5 separate regions of the Mus musculus genome follow, and all the other regions are linked to region 2. Evidence: chromatin contacts called from public Hi-C, Micro-C and promoter capture Hi-C data. All regions are on one chromosome and are shown on one strand. The core of a region is the stretch at or near the end of the contact, and the rest is flanking DNA. Distances in the headings are between cores, read along the strand shown.

Region 1 (2,700 bases), core at 25-2,524, 230 kb after region 2:
ACAGATGTATTGCATTGTTCATCCCTGCATTGGATCTCTAACTATGCAAGCAATGCCTTGCTTCCCAGCTTCTAGCTTTGACAGACACCAATTACTCAATAAATACTCAGTAATCAGTGAATTCCACGGGCTCTATGAAGATTCAATTAGAGTTCAGAAACTCGAACCATCCAGCACCGAAAGAAGGGAATGATAATGGTTATCACAATTATGTCATTAGATGGGTTAGAATTTCACGCTTGATAAAAGGATTGCCAAACTTCAAATTTCTTCAAGCTAACGTGATTAAACTTTACTTGGAAGGTTAGGTTTTTCTGGACTTACCCAAATACCTTGGGGGAAGTACACTTGCCAAGCAGGTATTTCTAGACATGGCAAATCTATCTCTTAAAGACAGCATTCCAAAACTATAGCTATGGCTGTATAGAGGTGATCTAGATGCTCCTACTCAAAAGAAGTGTGAGAGGAGGGTAAGGTCACTAAAAAACGATATCTCCTCAGTGAGAGCAGAGACCAGCACACAAAGAAGATAGTTACAATCCAACACTTTTGAATGGCCAATTAAGACCACATTAAGACAGAGGGCGCCTACTATGGAAGTTTCCACTTAATAAAGGAGATACCTAGTCACGCGACAAATCAAAAATAGAATTGATTGCTTTATGAGGTGTCTCATTCTCTTCAACTGCATGTAGGCAGATGGGCTCAAGCCCAGGCAGAACCGATCAAGGGGGATGGGGGGGGGGCGGGGAGGAAGGTGCAAAGGAGATGGGACTAAGGAGGTCTTTGATTCTCCAAGGAGATTAAGATTCTTTCTAACTTCCTGATTTTCTCAAGAGTCCTTTAATCTTTGGAACCTTTCGATTCTTTTGATTACTGACTCTAAAGCATTAAAGCGTAGCTAAGAAATGCTGCAACGAAGAAGGGGGCTAGTAAAAGCTCTCAGAGAATTTCAGAGGAGAAGCCATAAAGAAGAGACTGAGCAAAAAACAAAACAAAACAAAACAAAACAAAACAAAACGAGAGAAGTAGAAGAGGAAATAGGGAGGCGGGAAGACAGAGGGTAGAACCTTAGTGGAGGAAAGGAAAGCGACTAAAGTCCCTAAGGACTGGAGTGGAGACACGCCCAGAGGGAAAATCGTCCGCTTTAAGGAAAGCCCCGCCCCCTAGAGTGACACCCAAGCATTCAAGGCTACGATTGGCTAAGGCTGGAAGGCGGGATGGGGTTGCTAGGCGCGGAGGGGATCCGGCGGGCTGCCGCCTCCCGGAGTGTGGAGCCGCTGGAGCGGAGCGGTATTAGCGGCGTTGCTGGAAGATGGCGAGCGGCCGGGATGAGCGGCCGCCCTGGCGGCTGGGACGCCTGCGTCTGCTGCCGCCGCCACCGCTGCTGCTGCTGCTGCTGCTACTGAGGAGCTCGGCCCAGGCGGCGCACATCAAGAAGGCTGAGGCGACCACGACAACCGTTGGCGGCTCCGAGGCGGCCGAGGGCCAGTTTGACCACTACTACCACGAAGCGGCGCTGGGCGAGGCGCTGGAAGCGGCGGCGGCCGCGGGGCCACCCGGCCTGGCGCGTCTCTTCAGCATCGGCAGCTCGGTGGAGGGCCGGCCGCTGTGGGTGCTGCGCCTCACAGCGGGCCTGGGGCCGCCGCCCACCGCCGCCGCGGGGCTGGACGCCGCGGGGCCGCTGCTGCCCGGCCGGCCGCAGGTGAAGCTGGTGGGTAACATGCACGGCGACGAGACGGTGTCACGCCAGGTGTTGGTCTACCTGGCCCGCGAGCTGGCGTCGGGCTACCGCCGCGGGGACCCGCGCCTGGTCCGCCTGCTCAACACCACCGACGTGTATTTGCTGCCCAGCCTGAACCCGGATGGCTTCGAACGTGCCCGCGAGGGTGACTGCGGCCTCGGCGACAGCGGCCCGCCTGGGACCAGCGGCCGTGACAACAGCCGAGGCCGCGACCTCAACCGCAGCTTCCCTGACCAGTTCAGCACCGGCGAGCCACCTTCCCTGGATGAGGTGCCGGAGGTGCGCGCCCTCATCGACTGGATCCGCAGGAACAAGTAAGCGTTGCCTGACTGCTTTCGGTCCCACGTGAGCCTTCGAGGCCAGGAGGCTTATTTTGACAGCCAGCAGGCGCCCAAACAGTGCTTGCCAGCCTAAGGGGTCGGGGGCAGTCGGTGTGGAGAGTGACACCCAGTAACTGGAACGGAGGCCAGGTTGCAGTACCTCTTCCTCTTGCTAACTGTAAAGAAGCCTGCTTGTGGCTGTCATTTGTGCAGGGCAAGCCGGGGGGCTTTTTCCCCCCTCCCATTCTATCCCTATTTTTGAAAGACCATCGTATATGAGCAACGGGTACGGATTTTAAGGATTCCTAAGTTAGCACCTTCATTATGTATGTAGCTAAGCTTGTCACTAGAAGCACTGTGGCAAGCACTTTCTGCGACTGCATTATGTCACTCGATGTTGACCACAACCGGGCGACCTAGACACCACTCATATCCTCTAGACACCACTGGTACTCTTGTTTTGCATACGGGGAAATTGAAGGGCAGACTGGTTGACTAACATCGGGGAATCTAAGCCTGGTTACTCAGTGCTCCACTGCCAGGGAGACAGAATGTAGTTCAGAAATAGCAAACGACACCCCCAGTCACTTCCTCTGCTACTGGATAGAAACCCATTCTCCTGCCTTTACTTCTGAT
Region 2 (2,700 bases), core at 180-2,679:
CCAAACGTGAGCACATGTATATGGTTTTTACTTTTATAAGCTGCTCCTGGGATGGACCCCAACATAAGAAGCCATTTGGAATAAAACTTCCATTTTGAGCAGGGGTTGAATAAAGTTCCTACCTAAGACATCCCAGGGAATTGACATCCTACTTGGTAGAAAGAGGCATGTACATGGATAACTGATGTCCTGGTTGGCAAGTTAAGACATGAATGTTAGGCAAGTCCTCTGCCACAGTTGAATACCTCAACTAATGAGAACAGGATAAGTGTACAAAAAAAAAAAATGCTTCTGATGAAATTGCCTAACTCTAAATCCTGATTGGTGGAGTAACTTGGCACAGATGTTTGTGGATTTTAGGCTTAAAAGCCCTATAGGATCTTAACTCAATGCCACAGTCAGCTCCTGAGTTTGGTCTGTGGACCTGATTTTTCAGTCTTGGGGTGTGATATTTAATCTCTATTAGACTGAGATTGGTGTCTGAGTGGTTTGTACGGTAATTCCCAGACACCAACACTAGTTCTAATTTTTTTGTTGTTGTTTTTGTTTTTTGAGACAGGGTTTTTCTGTGTAGCCCTGGCTATCCTGGAACTCATTTTTAGACCAGGCTGGCCTCGAACTCAGAAATCTGCCTGCCTCTGCCTCCCAAGTGCTGGGATTAAAGGCATGCGCCACCACGCCCGGCTTTTTAAAAAAAATTTTTATTTTTATTTTTTTGGTTTTTCGAGACAGGGTTTCTCTGTATAGCCCTGGCTGCCAACACTAGTTCTAAATGGTGGATGCACAGATGAAATGTAGCCAGGTTTTGTCTTTTAAAATGGGGTGGCACACTTGTGATGAGTTACTGTCATTTAGAAGGCTGAGGCAAAAGGATATTCTGGACTATAGAGCAAGATGGTCTCAAACAACTGCACTGCTAATATCAGTTCTCGGCGAGGGTGCCTGCATTTCCAGCATTCCGAAAGCTGAGGCAGCAAGATCTTGAGTTCTAGGACAGTCAGGGTTATATTATATAGAAAGGCTTTATTTAAATAAAATAATCAGTTCACATTGAGGTTCTATGGCTTTTCGGTTTTTTTAGTCACTCAGAGCCAGCTACACTGAGCAGCAAAACAAAGCAATAGATGTGTAGGGAGCCGTTTTGAAACTCATTAAATTCAGATAATTGGGGCCCACTCCGACTCGGTCCGGATTCAGCAGGCGTCGCGGTTGGACGTGACTCTAACACTATCTCCAGTGACGAGGCTCGTCCCCGGAGCGCGGTCCACGAGCCTCTCTCTGGACTAGAACTTGGTCATCGCCTCCCCGCCCTGACTTTAAGACTCTGAGCCGAGCCGCATCCTAAGCAAGACACAGCGGTAGGCTCAGCGGCTAAGCGAGTACCGGAACCGGAAGTGCGCGTATACACGTCGGCGTCAGCGTCTCGTCACGTCCGCGTCGACCAGGTCCAGCGGAGACGGGAACAAGATGGCGATCCCGGGCAGGCAGTGAGTGATGGGGAAGTTAGGGTCCGGCTGGGGAGTAAGAAGCCAGGGAGACTGAGTCTTTAGGCCGAGGCGTCTGAGGTCGCCGGAAGTGCAGGGCCACCCCCGCCCCGGTTAAAGGCGGGAGAAGGCGAGGAATTCCGAGCCACTTAGGTTCCCCACCCCCCGTCCGGTACATTTTTCCAGGTTGCAAGCCCGAAGTTTGAGAAACTTGTGAGGAAATAAAGGAAGTTAGGCTGAGGGGCAGAGAGCGAGACTTTTCTATTTTCCAAAAGCTCGGTCTGAGGCCCCTCAGTCTTGCTTCCTACCCCGCGCTTGAGTTTCTCCCGGTTGGATGCGCTCAGGGGCACCGAGAAGAGAAACTCCTGGTTGCCTTTGAGGGCCTCGTTCTCCCTGGCAGATGCTCAGGCAAGACCAGCCTCCCGCCCTCCCTCCTGGGGTTACGAGTGTGGTGCTGAGAAGCCACAGAAAAGAGTAGGCATATAGGAAACTGGTCTTCGCTGCCGGGAAAGACACAGATACGGTTTACCTGCCTGGAAATTTATTCTTGGGCGTGTAAACCTTGCAGTGCCAAGCATGTCCCGTGGCCTTTGCATTTTAAAGCCAAAACCTCGAGAAACGAAACGTATTAAATCTGGTGATGGCCAAACCCAGGCACTATTGCATGTGCCAGCAAGATTTTGCTGAAAGGACCCTGATATAGCTGTCTTGAGTGAGGCTATGCCAGTGCCTGGCAAATACAGAAGTGGATGCTCACAGTCACCTATAGGATGGACCACAGGGCCCCCAATGGAGGCGCTAGAGAAAGTACCCAAGGAGCTGAAGGGGTCTGCAACCCTATAGGTGGAACAACAATATGAACTAACCAGTACCCCACTGGAGCTCGTGTCTCTAGCTGCATATGTAGCAGAAGATAGCCTAGTCGGCCATCATTGGGAAGAGAGGCCCATTGGTTGTGCAAACTTTATATGCCCCAGTACAGGGGAACACCAGGGCCAAGAAGTGGGAGTGGGTGGGCGGGGGGGGGGGTATAGGGAACTTTTGGGATAGCATTTGAAATGTAAATAAAGAAAATATCTAGTTACAAAAAAAATGTGGTGATGGTTTTCAGAGGCGCTGAAGCAAAGCAAACGAGCCCAGTGGACGGATGGGAACTTGCCCCCATGGTGACTTGCTCGCAGACAAAAGCAATTGAGCCAAATAAGTGAATGGGGAC
Region 3 (2,700 bases), core at 87-2,586, 140 kb before region 2:
CACAAGAAAACTCACAAAGGAAGAAACTACCACAATATGCAACAAAATTTTGAAATTCAGGAAACTATATTGAAATCACAAGGCAACATGCTTTCAAGATATCAAACTCCTATCTCAGTTAACAAATATTAATGACCCAACTTTCTTTCATACAGTGGAAAGTCATGGTGTTCACTGAATGCCTCTTTGCAACTTGACACTACTAAATCTAATGTTAAAACTACAATTCTATATGAAATAGTTCTTCAATTGCTCATATTTTCATCTAGATGCCTGTTTTTTTTTTAAGACCCATTTTACCACACTGGTGCAATGCTAACACATGCTAGCAGGTATTCACAAATATGAAGCCCGAGACTAGAGCTATAAAGGAGTCATGGTGGAGGTGAAGGCATAGAAAAGCCCAGCAGAAAAAAAAATGCTAATTGATGAGTGTTTTCCTTCTGGAAACATGCTTTAGCGACACAGCATTTGAAGTCATGAACCATCCAAGCACAACCCATGAGCAAGAACGATCATGAGCAATGAGTGGAAGGCATAAATGTCTATAAGATGGAAATGAATTGGCACTGGTTATCAAGCAGCACCAGAAGCTTTGGGTTCTCACTGAGAAAGGTAGAAGTCCAAGAAGCAGAGATCACTGCCATCTTTTAAGGGTGGGAAGAAACCAGGGAGTAACTACCACCGAGCAGTCCAATGAAGCCTAAACTGTACGGAGCACAAGAGAGATGCCAGGGACTAGAGAAAGGCACACACAGGGCGAGACGGAAGAAGGATGCGCAGTGCACTGACTGGGTCCCTGAAACGGTGTGCGTAAAGGATATGGGTGTGGGTCGGGGGTAACCTAGGAGCCCACCCTTCCTCTCCCTGCAACAGAGCAACAGAGGGTAAAAGAAGGGGGGAGGGTGAAAAGCAAGAATGACTCATAGCCGAAAGGAAGTGCTCAAGCCATGGGAAGCATGCTACGGGAGATTTCTGAGCCAGCGCTGTGAGGGACTGGGTGCTCCGGGTGATGGAGGTTGGGGAAAAAACAAACAAACAAACAAACAAACAAACAAAAAACCCCAACGTCTGGCAGTCGCTGCTGCTCGCCGGTAAGATGAGGGTGTGGGGGGTTCGCAGCAGCCTGAGTGCCAAGGCCTGGGAAGAGGCGCGGCGCGTGCGCAGTGGCGTTCGGCGGGACCCGCTGAGGCAAAGCGGAGCCGCAGTGACAGAAGCTGGGAGCTGCCGCCTGGAGGGACTCACCGAGGCGCAAGGGCTGGAGGTGGTGCTGGGGGTAGGCGACCGCTGGACCGTGACCAAAGCCATCTAGGTGCTGCTGGGTTGTTCCGGGCAGGGCATTCTCGTCCTGAGTGTGGGGGGCGGGAGGGTGACGGAGCCGGGATGGGGGACGATGGGTGAGGCGTAGGGACGAGGGAAACGGAGAGGGAGATGAAGCCGCGGGAACGGCCTCGGGCTCCGCACCCACCACCGGACTCTCTCGCCTACTGACGCGCCGAACGGGCGGCGGGCGGGCAGGCGGGCGGTTCGGCAGCTGCGGGGCACAATGAGCGCTCCCAGTGCGCAGGCGCCACCTGTCAGCAACCGCCTCTCCCCTCGGCGCGCGCCGCCGCGGCGGCGTAACCCTTAAGTTGCCGGAAGCGGGCGGGCAGGCTGCGTGCGCCGCGCCTCGGGCCGCCGTCCCCTCCCGGGTCAGCTCTCGAGCCCTACTGCTGCCCCTGCGGCTCTGTCTGTCCCCGCTGCGCGGCGTGGGGCGAGCTGGCCAAGGAGCCCTGGAAGGCAGCCAGCCAACCGAGGGTCCTGATCTGGGGGTGGGGGTCGGTGGGAGAGCCGCTAATCCTCACTCCAGAAAGACAACCATTTTATGAGTGGGGCGCGCAACCTTAGAGAAAAACTGAGGCGAAAATCCTGAGGCGAACACGTTTTCTAGTGGAAAAGGGCTCCGCAGGTGCTATAGACGCTTTCTCTGGGCTAGACCCGGGAGACCAGCCCTCCTGCTTGGACCTGGCCCTCAAGAGGGCTCCGTCTTAATGAGCTTCCCCACCCTCCTCATCATAAAGGGCCTCAGGGTTAACGACCAGACTTTTCCTAAGAAAGATTTTTCCCCCCGGTGGTAAACACTGGAAACTTCGTAGTAGCCTCAGGCTTCCTTCCTCTACAACCTGCCTAAAGTCAGTCACTGTACCTGAGATGCTGAGGGAAGGGGCGGGCACAGAGAGCTGGACCCTGAGTTGGAAAGCTCCAACCTGCTATTTTTTTTTTAAAACCTCTCAATTGCTTCCTACTGTGAAGATCTCCACTAAACAAAGATCTTTTGATCATTGAGCTTTTTTTCTTTCCCCCATAAATTTGACTATTTCATAAATGCAAGTGAAAATGTAGAATTAAAATATTTTAAAGGAAGACATTTCTAAATGGTAAACTGCCAACATCAACCAAGCATGTAATGGAAAAATCAAGACTAAAAAGAAAAGGAAAAGTCACGCAGTGCAACCCGTTGATATATTTACACAGAGATAGTTGAGGGGATGAACTGGTAAATACCACCATCCATATCAAAGCTGTAGAAAACACTCACTTATGGACTCCAGTTTCTAAAGCCCACCTCTTTCTGTTTGTCACTCAAACAATCTTGGATCTCATTGCTCCTTTTAAACTGATAGGGCTGTCATAAGCTCTTTCTGGTTGCTGTGTGGTTAA
Region 4 (2,700 bases), core at 24-2,523, 230 kb before region 2:
GATATGGCTCAGTAGTTAAGAGCACTGAATGCTCTTCCAGAGGACATGGGTTCAATTTCCAGCACCCACATGACAGCTAATAACTGTAATTTCAGGATCAACACCCTCAATAGACATACATAAAGACAAAACAGTACATATAAAATAAAAATAAATTTTAAGAGTTAAAATGTCTTTCTCTCTGTTTCTTTCTTAGTTTTCTTTCTCTTTCCTTTTCCCTTTCCTTTCCTTTCCTTTCCCTCTCCCTCTCCCCCTCCCCTCCCCTCCCCTCTTCTCTTCTTTCTTTTCCTGAGAGAGGGTTTCTTTGTGTAGCCCTGGCTGTCCAGGAACTCCCTCTGTAGATCAGGCTAATTTCAAACTCACAGGGACTTACCTGCCTCTGTATCCCAAGTGCTAAGATTAAAGGCATGCACCTTCACTACCAAGCCAAATATTAAAAATTATTATTATTATTATTATTATTATTGCTATTAGTGTGCGAGTGCGCACATGTGTGAGTGAGTGTGTGTGTGTGTGTGTGCGCGTGTGTATGCCTATGCTATGGCATGTGTGTGAAGGTCAGAAAACATTTTATAGAGTTGGGTTATCTCCATCCACTTTCCCTGGATTCTGGGGGACTCAAACTCATGTCACTACATTGGTGTGGCAAACATCTGCTGAGCCACATCACAAGCTCTGATTCAAAAATGTTTTTTATTTTGAGACAAGATGTCACAATGTGCCTTGGTCGACCTGGAAAACTCTATGTAGACCAGACTAGCCTTGAAATTTTATCTATATGCCTACCTCTTCTTGACTGCTGGGTTTAAAGGTGTGCACCACCACACCAGGCTGATCCCAAACTTCTCACACAGTGTAAATGTGTGGCAAAAGAAGGACAAGCCAGCAATTCAGAAAGCTATCACTGTGGGAATGCTGTTCACAAGACAAGTGGGCTTTGACTCCAGTTGTAAAGATCTTGAGGAGACCGACTGACATTAAGAAAAAGGAAGACTAGCAGAAATACAGTTAGGGACTGTGATGAGCTAAGTAGTGAATTGAAACCCGAGCTTGCTTTGAGGTAGGCTCCAAATGATAAATTGCAGAGGCCTGAGCTCTGAACGTGGGGACCCTGGGGAGGTATTTGTCAGCATTTTGAAAACCTGAGTAAAATTATAAATATATTGACTGAATAGCAATGAGTCTTTAAAGGAAAACATGTTTTTTCCCCTAAAGCCAGAGGACACTGGTCAATGTTATCACAGATCTCCAGTAGAGGGCAGACAAGTCAAAGCATACACTGCTGTGTTACCAGAAATTGCTAAGAGAAAGTATACATTGTCTTTACTTAAAGGCCATTATCAGAGCCTTAAATTTTAGGACAAGGATCAGCAGATCACAGAAATCTGGAGTATAAAATGCTTCTCAACAAATGTGCAAAACAAATATGCACACACAGGACAGCCATACCAAAGATGCTAGCAACACTCATTACTGTCCCCCCTACCCATCACAGGCAGGTCCTAATGATTGATGCCACCCAAATAAATGACTAACTACATATATATCTGGGCCAGGATTCCAACCTTTGTTCTCCATTTCTTTTTTGTTAACTAGGGAAGTGTTTGTTTCTACGGCCTTTAAAGTCAGAGGTGAGGTCAGGTTACCAGAGAGAAATTCTGATACACACATGGCCTCAGCAGGCTGAAGAGCTGTCATGTCTTAAGTCTTACTAACTTAATATTCATCCATAAATATTTAAGACCTACATAAAATGATTAGAAATTTCAACAAACCCTTTAAAAGCTAACTTTGCAATCATAAACTCATTTTCTTTGGCTTTTAAATGAGTCTTTAAAGATATAAGAGCAATCCTATTTAGCAGATTGACTTTCTGTCATTTGCTGAAAGTTTTCCTTCATGCTTTTGTGTTTTTTCTTCTTTTCTTTCCTTCCTTTTCTCCTTTTCTTCTTTCCCTTTTCTTTTAGAGACAAAGTCTTGCTATGTTGTGCAGGCTTCAAATGCCATTTCCTTGCCTTTAAAACATTAATGTCTCCCTCCCACCCCCCTGCATATCAAGAAAAAGCTTTTAAAAATTGAGAAGTATTATCTCTTTTTAATACAATACTTTTTTCTTCTGTTTTCATAAGGTAATTAGAATTCAGATAAATGAAATGAACATAGAAAGTTTACAATGACATAATCAGATTATTCTAATGATTTTATTTTTGCAAGATAGTCTTTAGTCTAGAGTGCCTGCCAAACTGAACATAACTAAAGGGAACATGGTTATACCTCATGGGACATCTCCTCCCCTATGCAGATTCTAATACAGATGAGGACCACTTCCAAACATCCATCTGCTAGTCCTCATCACTGACGGCACTAGTAGCTCCAATAGATGCTCTGGTTAGAAGCATAAACTCAAAGAACCAGCAACTCCACAAAACTGTGCTTCATGGAAACAGGAAAATGTCAAAAGGGATTCCCAAGATGGTATCCTAATCAGTAAACCCTTTCCAAGCAACCACTTGTAGTGATAAGCAATAAAGAAACACTTATTACTTACTTCCGAGAAAACCCTAACTTCCCCAACACCACCTCAACAACTCATGAAAAGAATATCCAAGCCTACCAAGTGTTGGTGAGATAAAACATTACGTGATACTAGAGAGACAATGGGAAAAAGAGTCTGCGATACAAGATAACTAGCAAGTATGT
Region 5 (2,700 bases), core at 75-2,574, 180 kb after region 2:
TACACAGGAATTTACGACACTCCTGGCTCCTAAGCACCAGGATTAGTAATGTGCACTACCATGCTCCATAACAATTAACCTCTTGACCCAAGAATGCAATTTTCCCAGAACATTTGCACAAAACCAGCAAATGTTAGGGTCAGGATTCCAACCCGAGACTGCCAAGGCCACACTCACAACTGTCCTTCTGACTAAAGTAATATTCATTCCCTTCAAAAGATGCTCTGAGCCTCTTCTAGTCCCTGGTCCTTCCGTTTGCACTAATAACTTGGTATTTTGTCCTTTATCATGAATATTAGCTGTATCATGAATATAAGCAGGAAATATACATCTGACTAATTCGAGGCACCTCTACTCCTCCCTTGCTCTAGGCTTGTCTTGACAGGACCAAGGGTGCTTCCTACCAGGGAGGCCTCTACCAATATTTTAATAAGATGCGATTACTAGTAGCCAGAGCATTTTGTAATTGAAATTTTCTTGTCCAAAATATTGCTATGACTCTATTATAAGAGCGAGGACCTCAGGACCAGTGAGATGGCTCAGAGGTAAAAGTGCTTGTTAGTGTAAGCCTGATAACCTGAGTTTGACCCCCAGATGCCATGTAAGAGAGAACAAACTCTTAAAGTTGTCCTCTGACCTCCACGTGTGTGCTGTGGCATGTGTAACCCCAATATCCCCCCCACCCCCCACGCACACACTGTGAAAAAGTGATGGTTTCAGAACCCGATCATGCATGGAATTTTCTTAGTAGATGGGAGAGAGAGCACTGCTGCAGCATGTAGGAGGTTCTGGGTTCAATCCCCAGCAACACAAGGATACATGGAGGTTTAGAAAGGAGAGCCCTCCAAGAATGATAAAACCGTAACTTTTCTCAAGTATAGTCTAATATAGGGCCTGAATAAAAACTCAAGAGTGCCTGGGCTGTGGTGGTGCACACCTTCAATCCCAGCACTCCGGAGGCAGGAGCAGGTGGATCTTTGTGAATTCCAGGCCAGCCTGGTCTACAGAGTGAGTTCCAGGCCAGTCAGGAACTTCAGAACTACACAGAGAAACCCTGTTTCAAAAAAACCAAACTAAAGAAAACAAAACAACAACAACAACAACAACAAAATCAACCAAACAAACCATTAAAACAAACAAACAAAACAAAACAAAAAACTGGAGAGTTTGAGGCTGTACACTACCCTGAGAAGGGGAAGAACCAATGGTCTCTTGCTTTCTAAGACGCCAAAGTTTCCAAATAAAGTCCCTTGTCTAGCCACTTACCTGCTGAGCTCCCAGCAGCTGACTTCCTCACCTAGCTCTTCCTCTGCCCAGGAGCCCTGAATTATGTCCCCGACATGATCCTTTATAATACTTGAATTTGAACACTTTATGACAGTAGGGTCAAGTAACTGAGATAAATTGGGTTCAAAGTCTGTTTCCCTTTCTGGATTCTTAGAGAAGACAGTAATTGTGAAGCACATCTTCACAAGGTCTAAGCCTTTCTGTACCCAGGTTACTAGGAGGGGCCGGATATTACTAACACGGGTGTATTGTTCCAGGGAAGCCTGAACTTGTGCAAAAATCCAGAGCACATCTCACCCAACACTGCCTGACAGCTGTGACAGGACAAGTCCGGGGAGAGGCTTGACTTTCACAATCAGTGACAACTGAAGATTTTGCATAACTTAATTATTGAAAGATTTTTACCACCAGTCACCCGAGCCCAGTGCTGAAGCTATGCCAAGCAACAAGAGGAAGTTTTAGCTCCTTGAGGCTCTGACTTCATTGGGAAACCAGAACAGGACACTTCAACTAAAATTATTTTATTGGTAAAAATACTTAAGTTACTCAACGGGTAAAGCCCACACAAAACCCTAATGAGGCAGCTGAAATCCCAGCACTCCTACAGTGAGATGGGAGGCTGAGATGGGGATGGAGAAATTAGAATCCCCAGAAGGCCACTTGCCATACTAGATATATGTCAATCAGAGTAGAAGATGAAGACCAACACAAAATGTTGTCTTCTGACTTCCACATGGGCATGGGTGTGCCCATGTGTGTGCACACACACTCTTGCATGCACGCACCACCTAACATACTTTATGTTAGTGTTACTAATGAACATTTTATGTGTCAAGAACTATTGTTTCCATTCATCAAAAAATATGACATTTATGATCGTCTAGACTTTACCTCCATATTTTTTTGTTGCTGGAGATCAAACCCAGAGTTTTATATATGCTAAGCAAGCACTGTACCACTGAGGTACATCCCGAGCTTTCTCCATTTTTGTTTGGTGGGTTTATTTTTTTAAAGGAAGGTCTCCTATAGCTTAAACTGGCTTTGAACTCGCTGTGTAGCCAAGGCTAGTTATTACTCCTGATCCTCCTGCCTTCACTCCCAAGTGTTAGGATTACAGGTGTGTGCCATCATACTTGGCACTGTCCATAGCTTTGAGCACATTGGGTAACCACACCAGAGATCTATTTCTTTCTGTTTATGTGACTTTGAAAGTTATCTAACCCCTAGGAGCCTTTGGTTCTTCAGGAACACAATAGCAATAATAACAGTGCCCTCCCCACAGAGTCACTGTGAGGATTGAGTGAAATGGAGCATGCTAAGCTGCTGTACAGTAGGCGCTTCATAAGCCATAATTATTACTGTTATGAAGATAGGCTGGTCTAGCACTATTCATGCAAGGATCATCATTAAGAG

Evidence for each region. Promoter capture Hi-C pulls out the DNA fragments that hold promoters and counts their contacts. A called contact is a pair of places that touch in the nucleus more often than the background predicts. Capture Hi-C pulls out chosen DNA fragments and counts their contacts.
Region 1: a promoter capture Hi-C map of liver shows a contact between it and region 2. The contact joins the promoter of Cpd here to the promoter of Nsrp1 in region 2. A contact is called at or near these places in 6 of 39 promoter capture datasets (the 3T3-L1 cell line, the HPC-7 cell line, the SN4741 cell line and 3 more), 4 of 484 Hi-C or Micro-C datasets (B cells, CD8 T cells, cortical neurons and 1 more), 3 of 115 datasets of contacts at active chromatin or transcription factors (the NIH/3T3 cell line, T-cell acute lymphoblastic leukemia and large pre-B cells) and 2 of 9 other capture datasets (adipose tissue and liver).
Region 3: a contact with region 2 is called in a Micro-C map of muscle stem cells, with 8 times the contacts expected there. The contact joins the promoter of Ssh2 here to the promoter of Nsrp1 in region 2. A contact is called at or near these places in 4 of 39 promoter capture datasets (erythroid cells, liver, macrophages and 1 more), 3 of 484 Hi-C or Micro-C datasets (the 3T3-L1 cell line, CD4 T cells and muscle stem cells), 1 of 115 datasets of contacts at active chromatin or transcription factors (memory CD8 T cells) and 2 of 9 other capture datasets (adipose tissue and pancreatic islet).
Region 4: a Hi-C map of bone marrow-derived macrophages shows a contact between it and region 2, with 23 read pairs. The contact joins the enhancer-like site here to the promoter of Nsrp1 in region 2. A contact is called at or near these places in 11 of 39 promoter capture datasets (the 3T3-L1 cell line, 3T3-L1-derived adipocytes, the C10 cell line and 5 more), 1 of 484 Hi-C or Micro-C datasets (bone marrow-derived macrophages), 7 of 115 datasets of contacts at active chromatin or transcription factors (the 230-238 cell line, bone marrow-derived macrophages, embryonic stem cells and 4 more) and 4 of 9 other capture datasets (adipose tissue, liver, macrophages and 1 more).
Region 5: a promoter capture Hi-C map of the HPC-7 cell line shows a contact between it and region 2. The contact joins the promoter of Tmigd1 here to the promoter of Nsrp1 in region 2. A contact is called at or near these places in 14 of 39 promoter capture datasets (the 3T3-L1 cell line, the C10 cell line, the HPC-7 cell line and 9 more), 1 of 15 datasets of contacts at CTCF or cohesin (pro-B cells), 22 of 484 Hi-C or Micro-C datasets (B cells, the BV-2 cell line, the Ba/F3 cell line and 12 more), 10 of 115 datasets of contacts at active chromatin or transcription factors (T-cell acute lymphoblastic leukemia, bone marrow-derived macrophages, embryonic stem cells and 3 more) and 3 of 9 other capture datasets (adipose tissue, liver and macrophages).

The regions. Positions count from the first base shown.
Region 1 is chr11:76,845,582-76,848,281 of GRCm38.p6, reverse strand. Cpd (carboxypeptidase D) reads left to right here and starts at 1,274. Exons shown (of 21, transcript NM_007754.2): 1 at 1,274-2,058. The coding sequence starts at 1,316.
Region 2 is chr11:77,077,166-77,079,865 of GRCm38.p6, reverse strand. Nsrp1 (nuclear speckle regulatory protein 1) reads left to right here and starts at 1,429. Exons shown (of 7, transcript NM_001012309.2): 1 at 1,429-1,487. The coding sequence starts at 1,468. It overlaps Mir423 (microRNA 423), which reads left to right and starts at 1,694; the gene lies at 1,694-1,802.
Region 3 is chr11:77,215,061-77,217,760 of GRCm38.p6, reverse strand. It overlaps Ssh2 (slingshot protein phosphatase 2), which reads right to left and starts at 1,336. Exons shown (of 15, transcript NM_177710.4): 1 at 1,246-1,336. The coding sequence starts at 1,308. It also overlaps a transcript of Efcab5 not described here.
Region 4 is chr11:77,307,309-77,310,008 of GRCm38.p6, reverse strand. The region is part of intron 1 of Ssh2 (slingshot protein phosphatase 2); the gene reads right to left. Among named protein-coding and RNA genes, the nearest start is that of Gm24989, 64 kb to the right of the region's middle. Within about 2 kb of position 1,273, at least 6 of the 459 cell types and tissues checked have an H3K27ac peak or open chromatin away from gene starts, as enhancers often do. A contact at or near this core is called in bone marrow-derived macrophages, where this site is marked.
Region 5 is chr11:76,900,783-76,903,482 of GRCm38.p6, reverse strand. Tmigd1 (transmembrane and immunoglobulin domain containing 1) reads right to left here and starts at 1,324. Exons shown (of 7, transcript NM_025655.3): 1 at 1,267-1,324.